Linked DNA regions of Canis lupus: region 2 is linked to region 1. A link is a contact called in public Hi-C data. All regions are on one chromosome and are shown on one strand. Each heading gives the region's core, a stretch centred on a gene start, on an enhancer-like site or on the middle of the called end of the contact. The rest is flanking DNA. Distances are from core to core; before and after follow the strand shown. Region 1 holds the start of STIM1 (stromal interaction molecule 1). Region 2 overlaps STIM1 (stromal interaction molecule 1).

Region 1 (2,700 bases), core at 167-2,666:
GAAGGAGGCCTAGGCGCGGCTCTCTCTTCATTGGGGCACTCATTCTAAGTCGCTAACACCTCCTCCAAGCGACAGTGAGAGCTGGGAGAGAGGCCGAGAGGAACCAGCCAAGGCCCTACCCACAAAAACCTCAAAGGGGAGGGGATTTGAGGGGCAGGTAGGAAAATGAGCTGTGACAGTTAAAGGGAGGGCATCCGACTTCCCTTGAATGAGGCGGAGGGGGCGGTCAGGAAGGCAGATGGAGTCCTTTAGCCGACTTCAGTGGTGTGTGGGGCAATTTTAACTATAGTGTTTTGGACGTTTCATTTTGTTTTCTGGCATCATTTCCTCCCTAAACACTTGCAGTCCCTAAAGGGTTGCCTCGGGGCGGATCCTAGCTTCACTCCCCAACCCCTCTGCAAAGGGGCAGGGCCTCCCAGGAGCGCGAGTCCCGCCTGCAGCACCCAGATTTGCCCGCCAGGGGCCGCTGCGCACGGGTGCCTAAGCGCGCAGGTTCCGAAACTGCAGCGAGGAGGAAGCTGATTGGCTGCGCGGCGCGGCGGGAGGGCGGAGCCTGAGAGCCGGCCGGGAGTGGGGGGCTGGGAGCGCGCCCCCGGCCCAGCCCGGCCCAGCCCGGCCCAGCCCGGCCCAGCCCGGCCCAGCCCGGCCCAGCCCGGCCCAGCCCGGCCCAGCCCGGCCCAGCCCGGCCCGGCGGCGGTGGCTTCCCGCAGCCCGGGGCTGCGGTCGTTGTGCCGGGGGCCTGTGCCCAAGCCGGCCCTAGAGCTGAGGCGAGTGGAGCCGCGCCGAGGCCCGGAGGTCCGGGCGGGGCAGTTCCTGCCGCCGTCGCCGCAGGCCTGGGTTACCTGAGCAACTGCGTGTCCGGGGCCCGCCCACCGGCGGGCGGGGAGAGCGGGAGAGGCTCCCGTGGGCGGAGGGGCGGCCGAGCCCCGACCCTTGGCGCGGAGCGGGGTCCTGTCGGAGACCCGTGCGGGCCAGGGCCGGGGGCGTGCGGCGGCCGCCTCCAACAGGTTATTCCGGGAGGAGCCGGGCGCTGGGGCTGGCCGGGCTTCGCCGGGGGCCGGGCGGCGCGGGGCGGGCCTGCAGGAGAGCACGCCCCCGCCCGCCCCGGGCCCGCCCCGCGCCGCCCCGCGCCGCCCCCCGCCCCCCGCCGCCCGCCTGCCGCGGAGCCGCTGTCCCGGGCCTGGCCAGTGCGCGTCCGCCTGCTGAACCTGGGCACCGCCGAGCGCCTGGGCACGGGGCCGGGCGGGGGCGCTGACCTCGGCCTAGGAGGCCTGGGATCCCGGAGCCGCCCGCGCCCGCGCCCGCGGGGACCTGCGAGTCGCACGCGCTCCCCGAGCCTGTGCTGCCGGCGGCTCCTCGGCGGGGCGAGGCCAGGTGCCCCCCTCTTCCCCTCTCTGCCCTCCCTCCCCCGCCCCGGTACCCGGGAGATCCCGCCCGCCCGCTCCTCCCGCAGAGGTGTAGCCCGCTGCGGAGCTGACAGCGGCCCGCGGCCGCCGTGTCCAAACTCTCCGGAAGCGGCTGGAGCAGACTCGGCGCTCAGGCCGCCGCAGCTCCCGCGGACCCGCTGTTGGACCCGAGGCTCCCGCCCTCCTCCCGCGCCCAAACTTGGAGCGCTTGACCTTTGGCTGTCGGAGGAGGCAGGCCGGCGGGTGGCTGGACAGCTGCGGCGCCTCGAGGGCATCTTGCCTGGGGTTCCAGGACTGTCGGCTACACTTCTGGGCTCCCGGGTTTGCCCTGGGATCCCGAGGTGTCCACATCAGGCGCATGTTGACTGAGACCTGGAGTCATGGATGTGTGCGCCCGTGTTGCCCTGTGGCTCCTCTGGGGGCTCCTCCTGCATCACGGCCAGAGCTTCAGCCATAGCCACAGCGAGAAGGCGACAGGAGCTGGCTCAGGGGCTACTTCTGAGGAGTCCACTGCAGCGGGTAAGGCCTTGCCACGGGCTGGGCTGGGCTGGGCTGGGCTGGGCTGGGAGAGTTGACCTCGGAACCTAGGTGCCTGGGTGGGCACTACGTGTGCGGTCGATGGAGGACCCGCACATGGCGCTGCCTGCCCTCCGGAGTCCAAGGAGTTCTTTCTGTTCAGGAGTCATGGCTGATGTCTCTGGCCCTCTCCAACAACTTTCCTCCTCTCTCCCCAGGATGTCTTTTGCTAGCAGTGAGAAGGGGTTGGCTTTTGGGGGCACCTTGGCCTTTCAGATCAGCGAGTGGGGACCCCTTCTCAGGACTACCTGTCTGGAAGAATGGCCTAGGCAGATGATAAGTCTATTGCTCTTTGGCGGGTTTCAGCACTTGGCGGCACAGGGGAGGTTGAGGCCACTTGGGTTGGGCAGGGAAAGTCAGGGCTGGGCCAACTCTTGTCCTATGGCTTGGTGTTGAGGTGTGCCTTTCTGTTCCAACAGGCGTGGGAAACTTAGTCCGTCCCTTCCCTTAGGTAATCTGCTGTCTTTTAGCTATCCCCTTTGAAATATCGAGGCAGTTCTTTAGATCGAATACTATCTATCACCAGGGAGTTAAATGGCTTTTTTCGAATCATGGGGATGGTGTAATTTCTGGGACCACTTGTTGATTTATTCCATTTCTTCTGACTGATGAGGGTAGGAATTCTATGATATTTTTTGATCTGTCCTGTTTTTCCTTATGCACTCCTGGAGCCTTGTGAGATATCAGGAGCTCTGGAGTTCTGTTGCAGAATGCAAAA
Region 2 (2,700 bases), core at 48-2,547, 74 kb after region 1:
CTAGGAACCCTGGGTGATCCAGAGGCTACAAAAGCCTGATGCAGTCACCTCACAGTAGGGATATCGAGGTCAGGGGAAGGCAACTGGAATGTTGAATTTTGTTGGTTCCCTCTCTCCCTGAGAGTGTTAGAACCACTGTATTCCCAGGGCCTAGAATTGTGCTTGGCATATAGCAGGTGCTCAGTAAACCTTTGTGGAAGGAATGAATGATGAGCTTTTTCTGTCAGTGAATCCAATTGTGTGTTAGCCAATGTGTATCTGTGAGTATCTGTGACTTTACTTTTTCACAGCTGCCATAGCTGATCAACCTCCCTGATAAAGTACACATTTTTTCTTTAGATATGTTAATGCACATGTAATCCTGGTTTGAGGACTATTTTATCTTTTAAACTCACTTGGTTTATCTGCTCTGTGGATTTTTTTTTTAATTTTTATTTTTATTTATGACAGAGAGAGAGAGAGAGGCAGAGACACAGGCAGAGGGAGAAGCAGGCTCCATGCACCGGGAGCCCGACGTGGGATTCGATCCCAGGTCTCCAGGATCGTGCCCTGGGCCAAAGGCAGGCGCTAAACCGCTGCGCCACCCAGGGATCCCTGCTCTGTGGATTTTTTAGTTTAGCCCTGGAATTGTGTGATTGTGATTTGTGTGTGTGTGTGTGTGTGTAGAAGAGTACCTCACAGAGCCCCAAAGTGCTCATAAGACCTTGACTCCCTTCCTGGTATCACAGCTTACTTGTCATTTCAGCTTACTTGTCATTTTGGAAGCTATCACTTTTTTTTTTTTTTTTAAGATTTTATTTATTCATTCATGATAGAGAGAGAGAGAGAGAGAGAGAGAGAGGCAGAGACACAGGAAGAGGGAGAAGCAGGCTCAATGCTGGGAGTCCGATGTGGGACTTGATCCTGGGACTCCAGGATCATGCCCTGGGCTGAAGGCAGGCGCTTAAACCGCTGAGCCACCCAGGCTGCCCAGAAGCTATCACTTCTTGAGTCTTCCTCATGAAGCTTGTTGGTGGAATAAAGAAAAGACCATATACCCATAGACAGTTGCATGCACACACACACAAATACTGAACTATATATGAACCTCAGATTTGCCACTTAATAACTTATGACCATTGGTAAGTTTTATACAGATATCCTGTTTTGCTTTTCCTCTGATGCTGTCTCTAAGATTGGGAAAGACAGGAAATACAGGCCCTTTATTTCCTCTTTTGTTTTAAAGCAGGCAGACTTCTGCTTCAGGTCTGCCCTTTAAGGAACTGTATGGGAATTAGCACCCATGTTTTGATGCTATGAGGTCATTTGCTTATGTTTACGTAACCCCTTCCTGGGTGCTATGAGATGATGACCTTATGAGGCTGGAGGTGCTAGATTTTTGAGAAGTTGGGATGGTTTGTTCCTGGTTCATCCAGTTCTTGCCTCTCTTCTTGGTGGAGTGGCTGAGGCTGGTGGTGTAGGGCAGTACACCTGAGATCCTTCTCTCTTTGGGTTCTCATAAATCAGGGCTGGGATTTTGAGATGAAGTTCTGTGAGCATGCTAATAAAGACATAGGCATCATCTGGCTTAGCCGTCTGAATTTCAGGTGTAAACAGAAGCCTAGAGAGCAGTGACTTGTCTAAGGTGATACAGTCAATTAAGAATAGAATATCTGAAGATATTTCCAAGGGCACATTGATATCCTTGCAAAGGCTAAGCTCCATCAGAGGCCCACTGTAGCATAAAGCTAGCTTTGGGGATGGGGAGGGATTTATTCTGTGGTTTCCTTTCGTACATCTTGTCAATAGTCAACACCTCACCTCTAGTTGCTTTGGTTTGTTCCCACATTTCATTATTTAGAGTGGACCTCCGCCTGCAGTGTTTGGTCTGAAACACACCCTAGTCCTAAATTATATGCTTAGGGCCGTAGGTTACCAAGTTTACAGACAACAGTCTTGTGCCTCTGTGGACACGTGACCAGGCTATGAATAGATCCAAAGTTCTGAGAGAGCCTCAGCTCTACCCCCACCTCCCCGCTCCCAGGAGCCTGCCTGTTGGTGATTTCTTCAGTGCTCAGACAGCTAGACAGAGAATGGAAACAGGGCAATCTGCCCATCCCCTTTTAGGAGGCAGTGCAGGCCTGAGTCTGTATGAGTAGTCTCTGGCCTCTTGGGTCTCTGCTGTATCAGATGGAGTGGAAGTGCTTAGCATTTAGGAGGAAATAATATCCTTCTGCCCTGGGTGGGATTTTTTAATTATTCTTATTTAACAGAGATGACTAAAACTCAGAAAGATTTACTAACTAACCTGCTGTCACACAGCTAATGATTTGCATCCAGGGCTTCTGATTTTGCCCTTTCTAAATGACGCTTCCTTGTTTATGACTTTCTGTAATAAGTATTAGACTAGGATAATTGGAGTGGGCTATCTTGGGGCCGCTTGTGTGATTGAATGATCCCATGTAACTTGGAGGAATAGGGGTGAACCTGAAGGGGCAGGAAGAAGGAAGTCTTGTCAATCTGTGGCAGCAAAGGTTGCTGAGTGGATGGCTGTAGCAGGATGGTACTTGGTCACTACCTATTCTTGCCACCACACTACAAAAAATAAAAACAAAAACAAACAAATAATGCCTTAATCTGTGGGGAAATAGGCAAGAAAGTTATACTCGAAAGTACTGGAAGAAACTCACTATATCTGTGAAGAGAAACAGGAAAAATAAA

What was found. Hi-C and Micro-C count contacts between places; a contact is called where the count stands out from the background.
Region 2: a contact with region 1 is called in a Hi-C map of blood, with 2.4 times the contacts expected there. The contact joins the enhancer-like site here to the promoter of STIM1 in region 1. A contact is called at or near these places in 2 of 9 Hi-C or Micro-C datasets (both in blood).

Annotation. Positions count from the first base shown.
Region 1 is chr21:26,513,254-26,515,953 of UU_Cfam_GSD_1.0, forward strand. STIM1 (stromal interaction molecule 1) reads left to right here and starts at 1,417. Exons shown (of 13, transcript XM_038568828.1): 1 at 1,417-1,925. The coding sequence starts at 1,787.
Region 2 is chr21:26,587,179-26,589,878 of UU_Cfam_GSD_1.0, forward strand. All of the region lies in intron 1 of STIM1 (stromal interaction molecule 1), which reads left to right. Among named protein-coding and RNA genes, the nearest start is that of STIM1, 74 kb to the left of the region's middle. Within about 2 kb of position 1,298, at least 5 of the 20 cell types and tissues checked have an H3K27ac peak or open chromatin away from gene starts, as enhancers often do. A contact at or near this core is called in blood, where this site is marked.